3 separate regions of the Mus musculus genome follow, and all the other regions are linked to region 3. The links are chromatin contacts, called in public ChIA-PET and HiChIP or PLAC-seq maps. All regions are on one chromosome and are shown on one strand. Each heading gives the region's core, a stretch centred on a gene start, on an enhancer-like site or on the middle of the called end of the contact. The rest is flanking DNA. Distances are from core to core; before and after follow the strand shown. Region 1 has its middle 7.1 kb from the start of Cdc42ep1. Region 2 holds the start of Elfn2 (leucine rich repeat and fibronectin type III, extracellular 2). Region 3 holds the start of Ift27 (intraflagellar transport 27).

The links. ChIA-PET counts read pairs in DNA pulled down with a chosen protein or histone mark. HiChIP or PLAC-seq counts read pairs in DNA pulled down with a chosen protein or histone mark.
Region 1: a contact with region 3 is called in an RNA polymerase II ChIA-PET map of memory CD8 T cells, with 12 read pairs. The contact joins the enhancer-like site here to the promoter of Ift27 in region 3. A contact is called at or near these places in 2 of 484 Hi-C or Micro-C datasets (both in cortical neurons), 2 of 115 datasets of contacts at active chromatin or transcription factors (memory CD8 T cells and pancreatic cancer cells) and 1 of 9 other capture datasets (liver).
Region 2: an H3K4me3 HiChIP or PLAC-seq map of stem cell-derived neural progenitor cells shows a contact between it and region 3, with 16 read pairs. The contact joins the promoter of Elfn2 here to the promoter of Ift27 in region 3. A contact is called at or near these places in 7 of 39 promoter capture datasets (the 3T3-L1 cell line, 3T3-L1-derived adipocytes, embryonic stem cells and 3 more), 4 of 115 datasets of contacts at active chromatin or transcription factors (embryonic stem cells, forebrain, pancreatic cancer cells and 1 more) and 1 of 9 other capture datasets (liver).

The regions. Positions count from the first base shown.
Region 1 is chr15:78,834,193-78,836,892 of GRCm38.p6, forward strand. No RefSeq gene overlaps it. Among named protein-coding and RNA genes, the nearest start is that of Cdc42ep1, 7.1 kb to the right of the region's middle. Within about 2 kb of position 1,344, at least 139 of the 459 cell types and tissues checked have an H3K27ac peak or open chromatin away from gene starts, as enhancers often do. A contact at or near this core is called in memory CD8 T cells and pancreatic cancer cells, where this site is marked.
Region 2 is chr15:78,717,362-78,720,061 of GRCm38.p6, forward strand. It overlaps Elfn2 (leucine rich repeat and fibronectin type III, extracellular 2), which reads right to left and starts at 1,410. Exons shown (of 2, transcript NM_001358692.1): 1 at 1,043-1,410.
Region 3 is chr15:78,172,809-78,175,559 of GRCm38.p6, forward strand. It overlaps Ift27 (intraflagellar transport 27), which reads right to left and starts at 1,273. Exons shown (of 7, transcript NM_025931.3): 1 at 961-1,273. The coding sequence starts at 994.

The sequences.
Region 1 (2,700 bases), core at 94-2,593, 660 kb after region 3:
GCCCCTGACTAATCCATCCAGGCCAGGCCAGCCCACTCACTCTGTGATAGCCCCTCAGGTACCTAGCCTTGGCTTCCCTGAAAAGCATTTCCCGCCTCGTCCCACCCTTCACCCCAGCATCTCCTCTCCTCTCCAGCACACAGGCTCCACCAGGATGTACCAGCCACTTCCCCCACCCTAGTCTCCAGCAGGCAAAGAATGTGGCCTGAGCCTCCCCCGGGGGCTCCTCTGGTCAGCAAGCCTTGGCAGGAGACCTCGCTGAGTCAACACAAGGCTGTGGCTGCAGTTCACACTGCCCACCAGGGCTGCATTAGAGACCCAGGAGGAAGAACTGCCTGCTCCCACCCTCCCTCCCCTTAAGAGTCCCCAACCCCCCCCCCCACCCCCACCCGCCCTGGGCTCAAGCCAAAGCGCTTAACCCCTCCAGGGCCTGCTGATAACCAACTCCATTCCCAGCAGAGCCTTGCTGTGGGACCTCAGGCAAGTCACAGCAACTCTTCTGGGCTGTTCTCCTCACCGGTGAGAGAGACATCCTCCTCAGGTCCTTATGACCTTACAAAGGGTTCTCTACATATAAAATAGAAGCTGCGCGTCCCCCTCTGACAGATGGGAGTGTAAATTCCTGAGTTCAAAGGCAATGGCTTTGCTCCCTTGCCCTCTCCTGACCTGGTGCTTAATGAGTCTGTTGTGATGTGACATGAAGTCCATGACAGAACTGTAAGCCAGCCAGGGAGAGGGGTTGCGGGGGGTGGGGGGAGCTGTGATTCCTATGATGCACACCCCCAGCCTGTGTTTGTAAAACAGCTTCCTCAGGTTGCCACTTTGATGGTATGCATTACTCTTCCCATTTTACAGACAGATAAACTGAGGCAAGGGAGGGTGAGAAGCTTGCCCAAGAATCCCAGTTGGGACTAGCTGGAGCCAGGCCTTCTAACACTTGACAGGGGGAACTTTAGGGCCCTTTCTCTGTGTGTGGCAGCTGAGGTGGGAGGGAGGGACAATGAGCAGAAGACAGAGGGGTGGGGCTGAATTCTGCTGTTGCAGGGAGACATCTTGCCTGGTGGAGTTGCCCTCTCAGATAAGCGGTGAGCTCCCTGCCACTCAAAGGATGTGTGACAGCGGGACTGTCAGACACACTCAGTGTTGCAGGAGGATGTGGCTAACACATGTGGGAGTCTTTCTGACACTTGAGGATTAGAGAGAGCAGCAGTGAGCTTGGAGCTTTTCATGTGCTGTGAGAGGCCACAGACCAATTTCCCAGGGCGATGTCCACACTGCCCAGTTATGTGAAGCCGCGGAGGAAGTGGCCCCATCCCCTTGGCCCTGTGTCCTCGCTGGACAATGGGCCGTGAGGATGGGAAAGAAAGAATTCAGCCAGCCTGCCAGGCAGCGCCATGCAGCAGGGTCCGGCTGGGCCTCTGACCATCTTCCTCTCATCCCCAGCCTAGCCATCTGAGCAGGAAGCTAGGAGCCAGCAAGCCTGGTGGGGGTGGGGGACGAGGACAGGGGTGTCACTGGCTGAACTGGGGGCTGTGCCAGGTGTGCTGCTGAGTTCTGGCCCTGAACCTGTCAGTCCCCTGGGCAACAGCCCACAGGGAGGGTGAGGAAGGAGAAGCCTGCTGCACACTTGCTCATCTTGGGGCCAGGCTGGGGTGGCAGGGGGGCGGTCAGGGGGCCTGGGGGGGCAGTGATGGTGATGATTCTGGCCCAAGCCTGGCCCACAGCCCAAGGGCCTATCTCTCCAGCCAGGCTGGACCATGGAGAATAGGCTATTGTTTGTTCTACTCTTAACGTGTTTCCTGTCCCCCCCAGCCCCTCCCCTCTCACCCACCCCCCTCAAGTGAAGAACAAAGGTCTCCTGGATGTGGACCCCTCCCCACCCTTCCATCCTGGGCCTGGCCAGCTTGGAAGAATTCAGTCCCATCACCCAGGGGACAATGGGTCACCTGGGCCTGACCCTTTCTGATGTCCTCGCCACCATCTGCAACTGCAAGTGCCTCAGCACCCCACCCCCCATGTCCCCATGTCCATCCATCTATCTGTCCTCCTCAGGGTGGGGCCAAGGAACCAGCCCCACATCCTTCCTGTGCTCCCCACCCCCACACACCGCCCAGTGTCTTGCTCTCCTGGAGACAAGAGTGGCAATGAGGTGGGGGAGGTCTTTCCCCACCTCCATTTCCCTGTGGACCAGGGAGTTAGGAGCCAGAGCTGAGCCGCCCAGAAGGATCCTCAGGAGAAAAAGTCACCCGAGCTCTCGCCCTTTTCCCAGAGCCTGGAATTCCAGAGGCGTTTCCGGCTGGCCAGCTGTCTCTGAGCTGTGCTCTGTGGGCCTCCAGCTCATGCCAAGAAACCCTTCGGATTAGCTCCTGTCTTGGCCTAGTGGCTTTCAAGAAATCCTTCACACCCAGGCTTGAGAAGTAGCAGGGACAGATAGGCTGGCACTCATCTGTGGTCACCAGGCCCTTAGGCCAGGCCCAACTCTGAGGTTCCAGTCCTCCTCGTGGCTACGGCCTCATACACACATGCCACACGTATGTGCACACATGCCACCCCTATGCATGGTGTACTCAGCCTGGCTTTCAAGCCTTCCAGTTTGCACAGCCTCTGGGAACTGTATCCTAAAGTCTCTTCCTCTTCCAGGAAGCATCCAGGAAGGAAGGAAGGAAGGAAGGAAGGAAGAAAGAAAGAAAGAAAGAAAGA
Region 2 (2,700 bases), core at 160-2,659, 540 kb after region 3:
CCCGGCTCATTCTCCTTGGTCATGCCTGACACACCGAGGCCTGGCAGCCTCTATCCTCCTCCACACAATCTCCCCAAGTACGCAGATTCAGAGAGAGAGAGAGAGAGAGAGAGAGGGAGAGAGAGAGAGAGAGAGAGAGAGAGAGAGAGAGACGCACACAGGCACATACAGACACACAGACACATACAAGCTCTCTCCCCTCCAAATATTCCAAGGAAGCCCTGCTGAGCCACAGATTGTGTGTGTGTCTGTGTGGCAATGGGGGTCTATCCTGAGTCAATACACATCCTTTCCACATGCATATACCACCCCACCAGCCAACACACCCACCCTCTACCCCCTCCTAGCCAGTAGCAGTACACACACACACACACACACACACACACACCACTAGGCAATGGTGGGGCTCAGTCAGAGCTGCAGTCTGTCCGTTTATGCTGGTGCTTCTGTCCCACACCAGCCCTGCCGAGGGGAAAAAAATCCAAGTCCTTGCAAGGGTCCCAGCATACCCTAACTCTGGTCCCCCTACTACATTCACAGTGCCCCTGAGAGATAGGGGGCAAGTCGAAAGCCGGTCCCTTCCCCCTGGGCTAGAGATCTAGCCACCCTGTGAAGCCCCCCTTACCAGTGAGATGAATTCCTTGACCCGCCACGACTCAGTGAAAAGCGGGCCGGAGCTCTGGTTCGCCAAAATGGGGGCCAGAGAGGTGCGGCGTGGTACTGGCTAGCAAAACCCTGCTCAAGCTTCTGCATCACCACCGCGAAAATGTTCACCTCGACGCTCGTCCTCCCTGCCCTCCCACCACGCCTCCGCCCAGCCTCTCCCCCACCACCTTGCGCAGGGTGGTCCCTTGGGGGTCTTATGGGGGATCCCCAGACCAAGAAGAACCAAGAAGAGTGGCTCTCCCTGCCTCATCCTCCCCTCCCAGGTCCCTTTCCAAGCCCCACCCCCGCTGGCGGCCAGGGAGCCCTCAGCTCAGCCTGGATTCCCGGGGTCCCCGCCAGCCGCCTGCAGCACTCGGATCCGGAGGAATCCACTCACCTCCAGTCCTGACTGGGATCCGAGCGGGATGCCACCACCTCCCGGCAGCGGCTGCTGCGGGGCCTGCGCCGGAGAGCGAGCGTGAGCGCGGGTGCGAGTGTGCGCGGCGGCCGGCCGTGGCTCTGTGCGTGTCGTGTGTCTGTGGCGTGGCCCGGGCGTGTGTGTCTGTGAGCGTGCGTGTGCGCGCAGACACTGCCACCCCCGCCTCCCGCCGCGTAGGGCTGCTGCCCGCAGAGGGCCCGGGTGCTGGGCGGAGGACCTCAGGGGCTGGCGATCACTGCGTCTGTCGGTCCGTCCGGCTCTGTAGCCAGATCCCTTCACAGGCCTCTCTCCGCTGCAGACCCTCCCGCCCCTCCGCCGTCTGCTTCCACGGCCACAAGCGCGCTCCCAGACACACGCCACGGGGCGGGGGCCGCGCTGGGCTCTGGCGCTACTGCAGCTGCAGCGCCCTGTGAGGTGGCTGCACCGCGGACCGCCAAGCCCCGGGCACCCGCCGAGCGCGCCCCCCGGCCCCGCCCCACCTCGGCCACCTCTCTCCGGGCTATGTCTCAGTTCACCCCACCACCGCCTCCTCCAGCTCATTCAACAGCTGGAGGCAAAGTTGCCCCGGGTGCAGCGCCCTGCTCGAGGACAATCTCATCCCCAACCCCGCTTCCCCCCTTCCCATGCCCGAGCACCCCTTTCCGCCTGCGCCCTGACCCGGTGTTCCGCGTGTAACCACTGGAGAGCACTGCGGTGGAGCTGCTGCGTTCCCATTTTGCAGGCGGGACAGCTGAGGCGGGTGAGCAGAGTGCTTGCCCAAAGTTTATACAGCGAGTCCGAGTCCGTGGAGTCTCCCAATTCTCCCTGCCTCCAAACCAAGGCATTTGGCTACCCCTCGCTGCCTTACCCCATCCCCGGGAGCATATTGGGCTCTGTGGCCACAAAGAGAAACTTCCTAAGGCCTTCCTGGCCACAGCTTAAGCTCCGCTTCAAACACAGACACCACCACCATCACCACCACCACCACCACCTGCAAGGGAGTCTCCCTGCAAGGCAGCGGTAGTTGAGGCTCTGCACCCGAAGCTGGGCACACAAGCAGCTGGTGGGAGTCTGGGCTGATGTCAGGAGTCTCCTCCAGCCGTTGTGACCCGCCAACCCAGACAGTTGAGCTCTGCCGCCGCCAGACTTTGTGCTTCGCAATCACTTTTCCGGGCCGCATTCACCAGAGCCTGTCCTCAGGTGGTGCACAGCGACTCAGCCCGGCTGCTGGAACTCCTAACAGGCCTGGGCTGAGTCTGGACAGATGAATGGGAGCTGATGGGTAGGAGTTGCTCAGCTGAAGGAAGTGGAGAAGGGTATCCCAGACTGCGGGAACGACATGTGCAAAGTCACAGAGGCGGAAAGCATCCTGGTGTACTTAGTACAGAGGGACCCGTGGAGTTGGGTAGCACTAGAGCAGAAAGAAATGCTGTACAAAATCGCCTCGCTCTTGTCATCCGAGGACAGGAAAGTAGCCCAGGATAGGACCAGAAGGGTAGATAAGCGCTGAGACCCAGGCCACCTGTTATGTCACAATTTAGAGAGACTGTGGGGTGTCTCACCTCTAAGCCTCCCGACCTGTACCTTTTTGAGTGGCAGGCGCATTTCTTCCTACCCATCCTTCAGATCTTCTTTGC
Region 3 (2,751 bases), core at 23-2,522:
ATAAAAGGGAGAAAGAGAGCTGAGAGCCAAGGCTCATGCTCCATTTCCTGACTGTTGACTTAACGTGGCCAGCCTGCCTCCCAGTCTTGCCACCATGCCTTCCTCACCATGATGGGCAGTCCTCTGGACCCGTGAGCACAATAAACTCCCAACTTCCGGTCCAGTAAGTTGTCACAATAAGAAGTAGCCAACACTCCTGACCCACAGGCAGAAGTCAGGCGAATCTGGGAATGGGGTGTACGACTTCCACTGGGGGTTCACCCATGGCAACACCACTCAGGGCTTCGGTCACATCAGGTCACATCACAGAAGCTACCTGGGGGCGCTGTGGCAAAAGGGTTAAATGAAATACCCCCACATGACACTGGCTGCAGTGTCGCCTCGGTAGACACATGTGCTCAGCTGTCAACCAGACTACAAGCTAAGCATATAGGCTTCCGAATGTTCAGACTGGCTCAAGGCAAGCCCACGAGTGTGAGCACCACCAGATCACTCTGTATATATCTATATAATACTCATCCACACTCTGGGCACTGTGCAGGCTATTTCCCTGACAGTCAACAATAATAAACATCTTACTTCCGGGGAATCTCTAAGTTAATGCTCTCAGATGCGCCACCCCATCTTCCTGACATCAGAGTGAGTGGGACCAGCAACGCTGACCCCTGACAAGTCCATGCTTGTACTTCGCTCAAGTTTGTTAAGTCTATCTGGTGAAGGTAGTCTCAAAATATGGGAGGGAGACCGGGACACAGCTGCATCTACAAATGTGCCCTAGGGGTGGGGGGAGTGTCCTGTGGAGCCCATTCCCCCGCCCCGCGCGCCTTCTAGAATCTGCTGTTGGTCACTACAGCCATTCCTAAGGGAGACAGAGAGTGGACGCGATGGTGAACCAAAACCGCCCGAGTTAGGACGGCTAGGGCTCTGGGGACCACGCGTTCAAACACATATAGCACTCACCTGCCAGGATGCATTTGGCAGCTAGCTTCACCATAGTAACCAGGTACTAGCGGAGACGTGGGGGTGGGGGACGCTGAAAGGGGGTTAGGATTCGGGGACAGCTGACACCAGGGCCTGAGGCCGTGATGGAGGGATGGATGATGGCCCGGGTGCTAGGGTTGGGTGGACGGAGGGCTTCAGGCCCCAGGCAGCCTGCAAAGGTTCCGGTGGGGCGGAGCAGAACCCGTTCCAAGTCCAGCCTTAGACCCGGCCCAAAGAAGAGTTGAGACACAACCACTAGTCCTCTGGTCCCAAGAGTCGCGCCAAACAGGCTCCTGGCAACCATCATCAACCCGCCTTCTCCCTCCATATTGTCTCCTGATTGGTTGCTCTCAAAAGCTCGGAGACCCCAGGCACCCAATAGAAGAAGGAGGCGGGGAAAACCGGTTCCCTTCGCGGAACAAAGCGGAGAGGTTTCTGCTCTTTAACTGCTCTCAGCTTGGCCAATGGCTTTAGATGCTGTCAATCACCGCTGGGCACCGCCTAGCGTCTCTGGAGACGCAGCCCAACCAGGATGCAGCCGGAGGCGGGAATTAATGGGGCTTTCTGATTGGCCAGAGCATGGCTTTAACCATCGCGAAGAGTTTGGGATTCGCTGCACCTTGCCCCTTCTTCCTGGGAATGGATTCGCCCACACTGAGAGGGGTGACGCCGCTGAAATGGCGCCTGCGCAGTAAAGGAAGCTGCTGTCGCGGGTCCTGGATGTTATTGGTATCTTTCCCCGACCCCGGGTGCAAAGAACATTTGGAGACCTAACCTTTGCTTCACGTCCAGAATCGAAATGCCATCTTTAAAGCCCAAGCATGTTATGAACCCTAAAAACTGAAATAGCGGGGAGGGAAAAATGTGCAACGTTGAGCAGTGAGGAAGACAGGAAGGCCCTGCATGCTTGCACAGCAAACAACTGCGGACAGCACCCGTGCTGTGCACCTTCCGGAAGGGGGAAAGAGCGAGGTCCTGATGGAAACTCACACAGTATATCCATATGTAACTATATATCACTTTATGTTATGTATCAGTTAAATTAAACTAAAATCTAAAATAGGCCTAATTTGACGTGATATCTTAATGGATGGGAGGACACGCCTCTCTCAGTCGGATTCCTCTGTTATGGGTGAATGGATGCTATCCTGGTGTTGCCCCTCATGAGGGGAGGGTGGGTAAATGCCACCTGACTTTCCTGGGAGCCCCTCTTGCTTTGCCACTAAGTGGGATATGGCTCTGCAAGGCATGTAACCTCTGGAACTCTGAAGATAGAAACCAACTCATGGGTACAGGAAGTAGGCGAGTGTCCATGCATCGGGGCGTTGTTACTGTAGCAAAACACCGGAGAGAAACTATTTAAAGGAGGAAAGGTTTAGTTTGGCCATTTGGTTGACCATCATAACAACAACAGCATATAAGCATATAGCCACCTCATGTTGGGAAAGGAAGAAATAGTTCCCAGGATATGCCCCCAAAGTCACATTCTCTTTCAACTAGGTTCCATTTCCCAGGCACCTCCCCATAGCCCATCACATTAGGTACCTGTGATGGTTTGTATATGCTCTGCCCAGGGAGGGGCACTATTAGAAGGTGTGGCCCTGTTGGAGTAGGAGTGTCACTGTGGGTGTGGGCTTTAAGACTCTCATCCTAGCTGCCTGGAAGTCAGTCTACCGCTAGCAGCCTTCAGATGAAGATGTAGAACTCTCAGCTCCTCCTGCACCATGGCTGCCTGGATGCTGCCCTGCTTCCACCTTGATGATAATGGAC